2 separate regions of the Mus musculus genome follow, and region 2 is linked to region 1. A link is a contact called in public Hi-C data. All regions are on one chromosome and are shown on one strand. Each heading gives the region's core, a stretch centred on a gene start, on an enhancer-like site or on the middle of the called end of the contact. The rest is flanking DNA. Distances are from core to core; before and after follow the strand shown. Region 1 holds the start of B230323A14Rik (RIKEN cDNA B230323A14 gene). Region 2 holds the start of Onecut1 (one cut domain, family member 1).

Region 1 (6,310 bases), core at 957-3,456:
TTCTGTTTTCTCCGAGCAGGAGGGAGTCAGGGTGTTCTGCCTGTTGGATGGGAGTGCATTTCAGGGTCCCAGGAGGGACCGCTTGGCTTGGATTAGCCCCTGTTTTCTCTGGTGCCCTAGAGGGACCGAAGACAACTTTCACACGCCTTCCGGCAAGTTTGTGGTTTGTCTTCTGGTTCCAAAACCAAAAGTTCTTCTAAGAGCGAGGACTGAAGAAGGTAGAATGGGCAAGTCGGGGTGGCGGTTTTAGGTCGCGGAGGGCTGGACCCGGAGCAGGGAAGTGTTGAGAGGGGTGGTGTGGACCAAGACGGAGCCCCAGCTTCCTTGGGTCAGTGCACGGCCACCGAGTGCAAGGCGGAGGCCGGGCTGGTGAGTGTCTCGCTAGGGGTGGCGGGGCTGCTTTGGCTGGTGGCTGTCTGCGAGGAGGTGGGGCTGAGCGAAGGCGGCGAGTTCGAGAGCAGGGTGGGGATGGGTGCGGGCAGAGCTGGCAGCGCGGGCACTGCGGCCGGCGTGGGCTTGATGGGCACTGGGATGGCGGGCAACGTCTGGCCCGCGGCGTGGCACAGCGGCTTCAGCGGCACTCCATAGGCGCTGTAGTCGCCACTAGTCATGGAGATGGGGGTGGCTGAGTCGATCATACCCGCGGAACCGTACACATGTGGCCATCCAGTGCCCAGAGAGCTGCCCATGGTAGTTAACTGGTTAGGGAGAGGATAGGCAGCCGGAACCGGCTGCATGGCAGAGAAGGCCAGCCCCCCAGGCATCTTGTACTCCCTAGCGATGATGTTCTCGATAGCAAAGGGATGCTTGAAGCCGGAAGGCTGCGCCACACCGCCCAGGTTGTACGCAGCGGCCGGCATCTGCGGCAGATGCGTGCCCGAGGCGGCCAGCGCGCTGAGCCGCAGCTTAGCCTGCTGCTGGAGGTACTGCGCGGCGTCCGCCGGCTTGCTGGGCGCCAGGTGGTCTGACTTGAGCACCTTGAAGCGCTTGCGACGCCGCAGGAAGCTCCCGTTCTCGAACATGTCCCCGCAGCTGGGATGCAGCGCCCAGAAGCTGCCCTTGCCCGGCTGGTCTGGCCGCCTCGGGATCTTGATGAAGCAATCGTTGAAGGAGAGATTGTGGCGCAGGCTGTTCTGCCAGCGCTGCGTGTTCTCCCGGTAGTAGGGGAAGCGGTCCATGATGAACTTGTAGATCTCGCTGAGCGGCAGCATCTTCTCCGGAGAGCTCTGGATGGCCATGGCGGTCAGCGAGATGTATGAGTAGGGCGGCTTCTGGTCGCTGTACGTGTTGCGGCCCGGCCGAGGCATCTTCTTGCTTGGCCACTTGCTCAGGGTCCGCGCGGCCCGGAGGACTGGTCGAATCTGAGAAGGGGGGAGGTGATGGAGAAGGGCAGCATAGGTGCAGAGACACTGGCGAGGTCACTCAGGCCGAGTCACAGATATAGGGGGTGGGGAAGAGGGGATTCGGGTGCCAGCAACTTTGCGCACCAAACTGGGTAAGACTCAGCTAGGGGAAGTGGAGAGGGGAAGACCGAGAGCAGCAGAGAGGTTTGCAGGAAAGTAGGTAGGACCTGGATTCAGGGGAGGGGACAGAGAGATAGATGCTCACCTTAAAGTTGTTCCAAGTTGCCGGTCCGCATCCGGGATGGCGTGGCTGGTGGCCGAGTCCCTCCCTGCGCGCGACCGGAGCGCAGCGTCGGGGAGCAGTGAGACTCGCTGCCAGCTAGGCTTGGACTCAGCCCGGTAGAGCTCCTCTCCGCGGGCTGCGCAGCGCGCTCGTGGGTCGTGCGCCCTGCTGGGAGACCGAACTCGGCTGCGGAGTGCCCGTGAGGACAGTGGCAGACGCCGCCTCAGGGATCCAGAGGACGCTGCTGTGGTGTTCGTGGTTCCGCTGAGCTAGGTGGCTGCCTCCATGTCCACCCTCGAACCATCTGATAGTTTTAAGCGGTGACAGGAGCAGAAAAGACCCCTGTAGCGGCGCTTCATTAATGTGCCACTTCTTAGCTATCGTATGACAATCGCCTTGGGAGGAGGAGGAAAAGGAGGGGGAGCGGGGGCTGCAGAGGGAGGGGACTGAGGGAGAGGAGAGAGAGCCTGGCCAGCGCTGGTTTCTTTCACACCTATTTACATGGACACCTTGGCCAATAGGAATCACTTCCAGCCGAAGACTGGGAGACCGGGAAGAGCCTCTGCCGCCCGCGGGGAGCGGGCAGCGCCTACCGGTGTGCGCAATGGGAAGGTATGAGCGGAGCAGCGCGCGGAGCCGGCTGGCAGGTGACCACTCACTCTGAGCTATCTGCCGCGCCGGTGGTGTTTGACATGGAAATTGCTCGGCTGGGGTATTCTGTTTCCTTTGCTTTGTGTCGGGTTTGTATTGTTAGCTAACTTATAGCACAGGCTTTCTCCTGAAGGGCGACCTTTCTACTTTGGTTGCCACTGCGCGGGGTTGATTGGATGGGTTGTTCAAATGGAAACCTACCTCGCAATCCCACCCCCAGTCCTGCAAGAGGCAGGTAGAAATTTGTCTGTCGCTTTAAAAAGGTGGTAAAGTTAATAGACGCATATAGATAGATATATTTGGACAGCTGGGTGGATAAGTCCGTTTTGAATATATATATATTCAATATATATATATTGGTTGTGAGCCTAGCCTTTAACGGCTGAGCCATCTCTCCAGGCCAAGGTAAGTTTGGGGTTTTTGTTTTTTGTTTTTTGTTCTTTGAAAAGAATGGATGAATGTATTAGGTTCTGCTTTAATACGTTTTTCAGAGATTTAATGGGCACAAGGACGTTCAGGGTAAATTGAGGCAAGGCAGCGTGTGGGCCTGGGGAGGGCGGGAGTTTGTCCAATGTACGCTATGGCTTCCGGGTCTCCTTTTTCCAGGTGCTTGCGAAGTCTGAGGTTTCTTGGAAGTTAGCGGGTCAGCATTTTGCAGACCCCTCCCCCTTTTTACATGGGAATAGTTTCTTTAGAGTTTAGAACTCCATGAAAAGACAAACAGTGCCTGCTGAGACCAGCGAGGTTTTTTTTTTGGGGGGGGGGGGGGCACGTGGCACCAGGCCTGGAGAGAATAGCGGGCTCCTTCGAGTTCATATTTGCCTTGTGAGGATTAAATGAATCATTAGTATCATTATCATCATCATCTTCTTCTTCGTCGTCGCCGTCTTCATCAAACTGTTAGGGAATAAACCGCGACTCAACCCTTCGGCTTGCACGCAATGAGTACAAGCCAGGAGTTCCACGCTTTTCAGCGCTTTCCGGGGGCCTTTGTGGTTTTAAAAAGAACCCCATGCCACTAGGTTAAATACTTAATACCTACAGCCTAACAGAACTGTCTTTAAACTCCGAAAACCTCTTTTTCCTTTTTTCTTTCTTCCTCCCCCTCCCCCATAGGAGCAGACTGATAGTTGTAGTGTGACGTTTGTTACACTTTGAGTGACAGTAGAGCATTAGTCTGTGAATAGCAAGAAAACCTTTCAGCTTCCGAGCGCGCGCACACACACACATACACACACACACACACACACACACACACACACACACACACACACACACATCCCTACTCACATAACTTCATTAACCACAGTTTCGAAGCCGGTCAATAACTCACCAAAACGTAACTTAAACACGACGAATTTAGGAGATTAAACAATTTCATTAATATTGAAATGGCTCTGGCGCCTGGGCTGCTGCGCTTTAGATGCAAGCGCACGTTTTTCAATATTAACAGAGTGCTTGAAGGGAAGACTCAAGTCACCTTCTTAATTCGGGGGAAAAAATAACCAGGAGGAGGGAGGAGGTGCGAGCAGGGGGGTGGGGGTAGAAGCATTGACCCGTCTCTGGGGGCAAGGCTAGAACAGGGCAGATATGTGGATCTCCCTTCTCCAAAGATTAAATCAGTTGGACCCTAGGCCCAGTTTGGGCCAGAGGCAGCCCTACTGGACTGAGCTGCGCGCGCTACAACAACAAACTAAGGTTTGGTGGTGTTTCTGCGCGTGCCCGGGTTAGGCTCCAGGGCCTGCAGTGGGAGGAGCTGGGAGCGCAAAGGGGTGGGGAACCCGAGGGGTGTTTGAAGTGGGATGGAGTTCTGGTTCCTTGCCTTGCTTGCTCTAGATAGAGCTTCGGAGGCACTAAAGCAATCGCGGCTTTAAGCCAAGGTAGGATTGCTCCTGGGTGGAAAGGTGCCGGCTTGGAAGCCCTTGAGTATTTTACAGATTCCCTTTAGCAAACATGTGCAGGGGTTCATACCGAAATGCAAAGATGGATAAAATATTTATGGTGATTGCATCCCAGATGGTAAAAGACCATCGTCCCTACCTCCCCCCCCCCCAGCCCTACCCCCAATGGCAACCAGTAAGATACTTTTCTACCCGGTCTGGGTGAGGAATAGCGTAAGGTTTAACAATTGACATTTTGTTGTCCTGCAAAAGGGGTCTTTGTGTGGTTGTCGAAATCACTGCTCAGAGCAAACAGAAGATTAACTAAATTCTAAAAGTGAAAACGTTCACGGGGGGGGGGGGGACACGGACAAACCCAAAACAATCACTTTAACTTGGAATAAATCTTTGTTCATTTCCCTGGGGAAAGTTGTCACCACTGTGTCCATGCAGTATTACATGTAGGAATTGATGTTTGCCGAATTTTCAGTCTCATTACTTTTGAGAAGGAAGCTGAGGCTCACTGCCCATGTTTAGGGTTAATCAAGTAAACAGAACTTAATCACTTAAGTTTGCTTGTGAGGGGAATGGAGCTGTAGAGGCACATTTAACTCCCGGGCATTGCTGCAAAGTTCTACCTCAGTTCCTGTCAGAGGTCTTCAAAGCCCTAGAGAGGGAGGGTGGAGTTGCAAGCTGTTTACAGCATTTTAAGGATGGTATTATAAAGAGACTGAATGCTTTCCAGAAATCTTGAAAAAGTGCGTCAGTCTTTTGTACAAAACCCAAAGCCAATAGAAGCTTGGTGGAGGTGGGAGGGGGCAACATCCGACCGGGGGGCTTAAGGGGTTGTTGGGAAAACTATATAAAACACACACAAGTCAATTATACCCCATGTGCCAACCAAATGGTGATCCCCTCCAGCACGGACCGTTCATCGACTCGTCAAGCCCACCGCCTACCACCTTTCTCTACTGAAAGTTTGCTAGAGCCTCTTTTCCCATAAGCTGGACCACACACGGCTGCAGATTTTGCAATAATTTATGCTAATTTCCCTCCATAAATCCACAATTCGCTTCAGTGGCACCCGAGCTGCCGAGGGAGTGAAAAGGAGACAGAGGGGTGACAAAAACAATATTGATTTTGATTCCTTGTGTTGTTAAGCAGGTGTGTGTGTGTGTGTGTGTGTGTGTGTGGAGAGGAGAACCCTCCCCTTAGCCATTCCCTCCCTCCAACCCAACAAACACAATCCAGAAAACAACCACGTCCAGTTTGTTAATATTTACCAAACCGGATGGGAGGTGGCAGGAACATACCCAGCAGCTTCTGAAAGTTTCCCAAACGCCAAAAACAATACCCGTCGCCCCTACTCGGAATGTGAACCACATGCAACCTGCAGCGACAAGGCTGAGCCGGGCTTTGCCCCCGCGGTCCTGCAGTCAGATTCTCCCGCTTATCCCCCCACTTTCCTATATTACCACTGTCCCTCGCTTCTCTCTTGCACTACCTACTGTTCGCCTATCGGCGACTTGGGCTCATAGTGGGGCAGCAGGGAGGACTGAGTACTGGCGTGCAGCGGGAGCTAGGTTTTAAGGGTCTTGAGGGTCTTCTATGACGCGCCCCACCATTCCTGGTCGCCTCGGATAGTTATTTGCTGCTACTGCTCGCCGTGCTCGCTCTGAGAAACCCGCGCTAATGCACCGCGTCTCTTTGTCCCATCAGTCATTCTTGCCCAAATCCGCACTTTGGTGGCGTGAAACGACTTAGCTCTCCTTTCAAAAGGATTTTGTTCCCGGGGTATTCAGTACTAAACAAACTTCTTCAGCCTGTCAGTGGACAATTAAAAAAAAAAAAAATACCGTGCTGAATGTAGCAGGCTGTTTGTCCTGGGCAACTGTAAACCCCACCCCCACCCCCCAACACACACCTCATTCACCACCACCCTCTCCCCGCACGACTTTGCCTCGCTTTCCAGTTCTGGACCTCAGGCTTATTGGCTTGTCGGGTCTCTTGGACCGGACAGCAAGCACTCCTTGCAGGTTTTAGGGCCCCAGAGACTCGCGCGAGACACAAGAAGCATCCACCTTCGCTTTTCGCTAGCGACTTCCGTGGGATTTTGAACCTGCCCGACGACCCTGCCTCAGGAAGGAAGACTG
Region 2 (6,310 bases), core at 1,881-4,380, 5.1 Mb after region 1:
AGCCATTAACCCTGAATCACATGGGCCATTCTTAGAGAACCGCACGTGGCCAGCATTTACAAGAACAGCCTTTTTCACAAGTCTGATGGCATTGCCCTGCAAACTGTAGCCAATCTAGCAGAGGACAAATTTCACATACCTACCCACTCAACAGGCATTTACACGTAGAAACATCAGTGATAGAGCCTTTGCCCAGCTCAAGGCCCCAGTAGCACAAAAGTTGGGTTCCAAGATGAAAATCCTGCAACAAGCAGCTAGTTGAGCCTTTAGCCCCTGTTTTTTAAACTTGTATTTTAATAGTTTTTACATTGCTCTTCTTTGATTCTCCTTCAGTTGCTTAGAATCTGGAGCAGTTAAGTTCTCTGCTTCACACACTTACTGTCCAGTTTCAAGGAATTCTTCTATAGCCTTTCCCTTCCCTTAGGATTGCTTCAATCCATCTTTGGTCTTATAAGGGAGGCAAGTACTATAGGCTGCAGGAAAGAAGTGAGGGGGGGGGGATGGACAAGCTTTGTGCTGGGCACTCCTAGATGAAGACCAGATGACAGCAGGTAGCTCCAGTTCCCTCAGAGGCCAGAAAATACTTCTGAGGTGTGAAAAACACCATGCTTCTAACTCAGCAACTACAGAAAAATAGTGCTTAAAAAAAGGTGTAAAATAGAGAAGTAGGAGAAGGAATAGGTGGAGGTGGTGGTGGAAGAGGAGGAGGGAGAGGAAATTTGTAAACCAAGTCTGAGATTGGTGGGGGTGGGGGTGATGTCAAACCCTGAGGGGAGCAAGGCCTAAAGATCTTTTCCTCAACTTCTTTTCTCCTTTGGGAACCAAAGCTGAAAGAAGACACCCTTTTGACAAGGTCCCTTTGGACCGAGTCCCTTTTGGTAAAGACTTGAGCTCCTTGATCCCACCTCTCTGGGGGCTCAGCTAAGAGTCACCGTGAAGAAGGACTTCCAAGATCAAGTCTCTAATTAACTGGAGGATGGTAGCACCATGAACGATGATGTGTGAACTAATACCCGATGATGTGTGAACTAATTCTTTCTTTCTTTCTTTCTTTCTTTCTTTCTTTCTTTCTTTCTTTCTTTCTTTTTAAGGAACAGTCGTTCAAGAAGAGATGGCCATAAGGGCAGATCAATCATTTCAATGGGATTAAAATATGGTGGAAGGAACAGTTGAGCTGAGATTATTTCAACCCATCCTTTGGTCTTACAAGAGATGCAAGCACTCTATACTACTGGAAAGGAGTTCAAGAAAGAAAAGAAAAGAAGGAAGGTAGATTTGGTTTCTAGAAAATATTTTGTACTTGAGTGTATCTGAAGCAATGATAAATAAATTAAATTAGTATTATTTTGGTTTTGCCAATGTATCCCCCCATGACCTTTTCCTGGGGGGTTCAGATTCCTAAATGATCATGACCAAGCTGGCTTGAAGTAGGGTCCACAGGAATTATTTGGGTAGGATGGATCCTGTTCTAATGTTGAGACCCAGCAGAGTTAGTCTTCTAGGAAGTGTTTCTGTACCCACTGACCTTGACTGTGGGCCTTGTGCTGTTAGAGGCAGGCACTTGGGTTAAGAGATGAGCCTGTTTGTACCTTAACTGATGAGATTTCAGGTTACCACACCCTGGGTTGACCACACCAAAATTTTCTTATAGACCCCACCACCACGACTCAATCCTAGGCTCTCTGAAAACCGTTACAAGGAAACACAGGCGGTGGGTTCTGTGTTTGGCACAGAGCAGGCCTCAGACACTTTGTTCAGTAGCTGAGCCCTGAAAGCCCGCTCTGAGGCTATCTTTATTGTGAGCACCGCTAGCCCCAGGCTGAGACTCGGCGCTGACCCGGCCGTAACTGCCAAGGGCCTGACAATGGGCACATCTGTCCTTTCTCCAAGGGATAAAAGCACCTAAGCAGACAAGGCTCTGCCTTTTGTTACGGACTTTTTTCTTTCTTTCTTTTGTAAATAAAAGAAAGCCGCGGCATGTGGCGGCCGGGTGTGTGTCCCACACTGGGGGCCTCCCCACGCGTCCCCACCAGGCTGAAGGCCCGGGTTCAATTCCGGATTGGAGCGTGACTGTGACAGGGGCACAATTATGCCCAAAGCTGAATTGATTTTCAAATCTGGAGGCTTCTTGCAGGGACGCCAGGAAAAGGAAAGCGTCCCTGCGGTCCAAGCCGCTCGGCTCAGCCGCGTGCACTCTGCCTGCGTGGGGTACTTCTTCCAAGCCTCTAGGTTCTTTTCTAGAAAGGCTGTGGAGTAACTAAAAAACCAGCTCCGTCCCCCCCCCCCCGCCCCCTTCCATGCTAACCAGGCCCTCTCTCCTGTCTCCCTCAGTATCCCCCAAGCAGAGTTATCCAAAGTGGGAGAGCTATCTTAATTGGGAGCAAAGTGACAGACCTTCTTTGAGGTCTGGGACAGTGAGGGGTGGCCTCGATCTGAGTGCTCCTCACTGAGCACAGATTCCTGAGTGCTCCTCGGCCCCGGGCTCAGATGGAGAAAGGTAGTTCGAGGAGTACTTGAGAGGATCATGGATGGCAGTTCGGGATACAGCGTCCCGACCTAGGCCTTCAGGGTATATACACGTCCCAAGTCCCCGTAGGACAACTATTTAAGGACAGTGAATGAGTTGGTCTCCAGCGATCCTCTAGGGAATAAAGCCCAATGGGCGAGTGGGCTTTGGGCCATGACATAGTTTCTACTCCCCGCCGGTAACCTGTACCGGGAACTAGCAACTCAGACTCAGGGGCTCTGGTTCTCAAACCTAGCTGGCTCACGGTGACAGAAACCAGGCAAGAAAGTCCGGATGGAAAGAGAGAGGGAGGTAGTGAGGAAGACCAGGAGGTAGCAAGTCTCCGAGGACTGTGGAGGCGGCTCCAGGTCGCACTCTGCGCGCGTCCCGTGCACGTGCTCACTGATCCCGGGCCATTCGGCGCCGCTGAGAAAGCTCTGTCCCCCCCACCCCCACCCCACCCCCTCGGTTCATTTGTGCTGGGACGTCACGGAGCGCTGGGACCGAGGGGGCGGGGCCTGGAAGCGCGCATGCGCGCTACGCCCGGCGGGCGTGAGGGCGGGCAGCGGCAGCGGCGGCGGCTACGGAATCGCAGCCACAGTCTGCAACAGTAACCGAGCCATGGCTCGAGCTGGCGGGCGGCACAGGCAGGCAGCAGCCGCGGCAGGCGCACGGGCCGCGTCAAGGGAGCCTGGGGCAGCAGGATTCTAAGAAGAGGGGCGAGAGGGGGCCGGGCTGGGTGGGCTAGGGGTACCGCGCTCTCCCAACAGCACGGGTCCTTTTTGGAAATTAATATTAAAAGAAAAAAAAAAGACAGAGGGGAAGGTGGGAGCAAGAGAGAAGGCAAGACACACACAGAGAGAGCGAGAGACACAGATCCCCACAGTGAGAGGAAGAAAGGCCACAGTCGCAGGCAGCCGATGTGAAGACTGGACTCCTTGCGCCCCTCGCCGCCTCTGCCCGGCCACATCGATGTTGCAGCCCGCTCGCCCGCATCACGATGAACGCACAGCTGACCATGGAGGCGATCGGCGAGCTGCACGGGGTGAGCCATGAGCCGGTGCCCGCCCCTGCTGACCTGCTGGGCGGCAGCCCTCACGCGCGCAGCTCCGTGGGACACCGCGGCAGCCACCTGCCTCCCGCGCACCCGCGTTCCATGGGCATGGCGTCCCTGCTGGACGGCGGCAGCGGAGGCAGCGATTACCACCACCACCACCGCGCCCCTGAGCACAGCTTGGCTGGCCCCCTGCACCCCACCATGACCATGGCCTGTGAAACTCCCCCAGGTATGAGCATGCCCACCACCTACACTACCTTAACCCCTCTGCAGCCGCTGCCGCCCATCTCCACCGTGTCCGACAAGTTCCCTCACCATCATCACCACCACCATCACCACCACCACCCACACCACCACCAGCGCCTGGCGGGCAACGTGAGCGGTAGTTTCACACTTATGCGGGATGAGCGCGGGCTGGCCTCTATGAATAACCTCTATACCCCCTACCACAAGGACGTGGCTGGCATGGGCCAGAGCCTCTCGCCCCTCTCTGGCTCCGGTCTGGGCAGCATTCACAACTCCCAGCAAGGACTTCCCCACTATGCTCATCCCGGCGCGGCTATGCCCACCGACAAGATGCTCACCCCAAATGGCTTTGAAGCCCACCACCCTGCCATGCTCGGTCGCCACGGGGAGCAGCACCTCACGCCCACCTCGGCCGGCATGGTACCCATCAACGGCCTTCCTCCGCACCATCCTCATGCCCACCTGAATGCCCAGGGCCACGGACAGCTCCTGGGCACAGCCCGAGAGCCCAACCCTTCGGTGACCGGCGCGCAGGTCAGCAATGGAAGTAATTCAGGGCAGATGGAAGAGATCAATACCAAAGAGGTGGCGCAGCGTATCACCACCGAGCTCAAACGTTACAGCATCCCACAGGCCATCTTCGCGCAGAGGGTGCTCTGCCGTTCCCAGGGGACCCTTTCGGACCTGCTGCGAAACCCCAAGCCCTGGAGCAAACTCAAGTCGGGTCGGGAGACCTTCCGGAGGATGTGGAAGTGGCTGCAGGAGCCGGAGTTCCAGCGCATGTCGGCGCTCCGCTTAGCAGGTGAGGCGCTGGGCGCGTGGGCGAGATAAGGGACTGACGGTGGGAGGGAATGAGAAAGGCTGGGCGCGCTTCGTCCCGCTCCGCCTCCCCTTTCTTCAAGAGAGGTGTCCCTAGACCTGGAAGAGCCAGCTCAGGGAGTCAACCTCCTCCTCCTCCTTCTCCAAGGGCTCAGCGCATTGGGCTAAGGGAGGCTTCGAAGACCGAACAAGGTGGCCTCCGCGACTTCGGGGTTGCGTTTGTGCTCGGGGACAGAGCTGCAAGGTTTTGAGCCGCGGGCAGAGAGACTCTTGGAACCTGGCGGAATCTCAGCGGAACACAAGAGGGTTTAGGAAGGGACGAAGCATACCAAGAACTAGCACCCGTTGCTCAAGGCACATACCCCGCGCGGGCCAGGCGCTGTTCAAGCTGCCAGTCAATATTGGCTGAGCTGGCTGCGGCGACCCGCTCTTGGCCGATTTTATTGGCGCCACGCGCAAGGGGGTCCGCACTTCAATAGGGTGTGCACACAGATTCCAAACCTGCAGGCGATCAGTGCATGGCGGGCTGCTTTGGAGGGGTTATCACACATCGCTGAGTATATAACCAGCTGTGGAAAGGAAGGGGACAGAGGCGGACAGTGACCAGATCCCCCAGGAAACTCCCGGTTGAGCCTGGGCTGACAACTAGCTTTTGCGTCGTCGTCATGCTTTTTTTTTTTTCCCATCTAAGTCTCTGTGCTGCTACTGGGTGGGAATGTGTAAATGTCTTTCGAATCAGCAAGCCTGTCACCCAGTTCAAAATTCCTAGCAGGCTGTTTGATTGGGGGAGGGGGGCGGGGGACGACACTGAAAGTCTCAGCTGCCAAGTGCAGGCACCAGGCCTGGCTCCTGTAGTGGGCCAAGAGACCTAGTGGACAGCTGAGCTCAGCTGGAACTGCATCAGGGATCCAGGCACACTCGGCGACCCTTGAAGACGCGAGAAAAGGGCAGCCTAGGGGCGGACTGTGTTCATAGACCTGGGCGGAGGTTGTTGCGTTGATTGACTCCAGTATCCTTGTCCTCCCACCCCCAACCCCCCATCCCCAAGCCACACACACACACACACACACACACACACACACACACACAGCCTCATCTGAGCCTTGCGCCCAGGTCTGAGTCTTGGTGAAGAGAAAGGTAAACGCTGGAATGAGGGTTTGTTAATTAACTGATCGTTCTCCATTAATTCGTCCCTAGAGAATGAAAGACAGTCAATCCGCTCTGAGCCGAGGGCACTGAGCCGTTTCACAGACTAAAATCAAAGCGTGAGGCCGAACCCCCCTTCCCCCACCCGGTGTCTGCCAATGAGAAGCTGGGGAGAGGTAGGTGTGGACTAGCCTCAGATCCTAGTCCTCGAGGCTACCCTAACGGTTCCCCCCAATCTGGCTTCTAGAGGCCTTCCCTCGCGAATGCTATACTGCTTCAGCCTCTGACCACCCAGAATTTCTAGCATAGCTAAGCCCTTTGCTATAAAGTTCTCAAAGCAGACTCTGGTTGGTGACCCAGGAATCTGATGAGGCCTCAGCTCAGATGGAGGACCTGGGCTGATGGAATGTCACCCCTAAGCCTTCCCGGTTCCATTCTGTAGCACTCTGTGTAGCTCCATTGGGCCCCTGCGAGCAGCTGACCTTGCTGCTCTCTCTCCCTTCTGCTCCAGAACCTTCCACTACACCTTCTTGAAG

Evidence for each region. A called contact is a pair of places that touch in the nucleus more often than the background predicts.
Region 2: a Hi-C map of cerebellum shows a contact between it and region 1, with 4 times the contacts expected there. The contact joins the promoter of Onecut1 here to the promoter of B230323A14Rik in region 1. A contact is called at or near these places in 2 of 39 promoter capture datasets (cranial neural crest and embryonic stem cells) and 13 of 484 Hi-C or Micro-C datasets (B cells, cerebellum, cortical neurons and 4 more).

Annotation. Positions count from the first base shown.
Region 1 is chr9:69,758,940-69,765,249 of GRCm38.p6, forward strand. It overlaps B230323A14Rik (RIKEN cDNA B230323A14 gene), which reads left to right and starts at 2,207. Exons shown (of 5, transcript NR_040765.1): 1 at 2,207-2,273. It overlaps Foxb1 (forkhead box B1), which reads right to left and starts at 2,001. Exons shown (of 2, transcript NM_022378.3): 1 at 1,609-2,001; 2 at 1-1,361. The coding sequence starts at 1,307. The coding sequence ends at 330.
Region 2 is chr9:74,858,791-74,865,100 of GRCm38.p6, forward strand. Onecut1 (one cut domain, family member 1) reads left to right here and starts at 3,131. Exons shown (of 2, transcript NM_008262.3): 1 at 3,131-4,611. The coding sequence starts at 3,507. It overlaps Gm33562 (a long non-coding RNA gene), which reads right to left and starts at 4,346. Exons shown (of 4, transcript XR_870924.1): 1 at 4,272-4,346.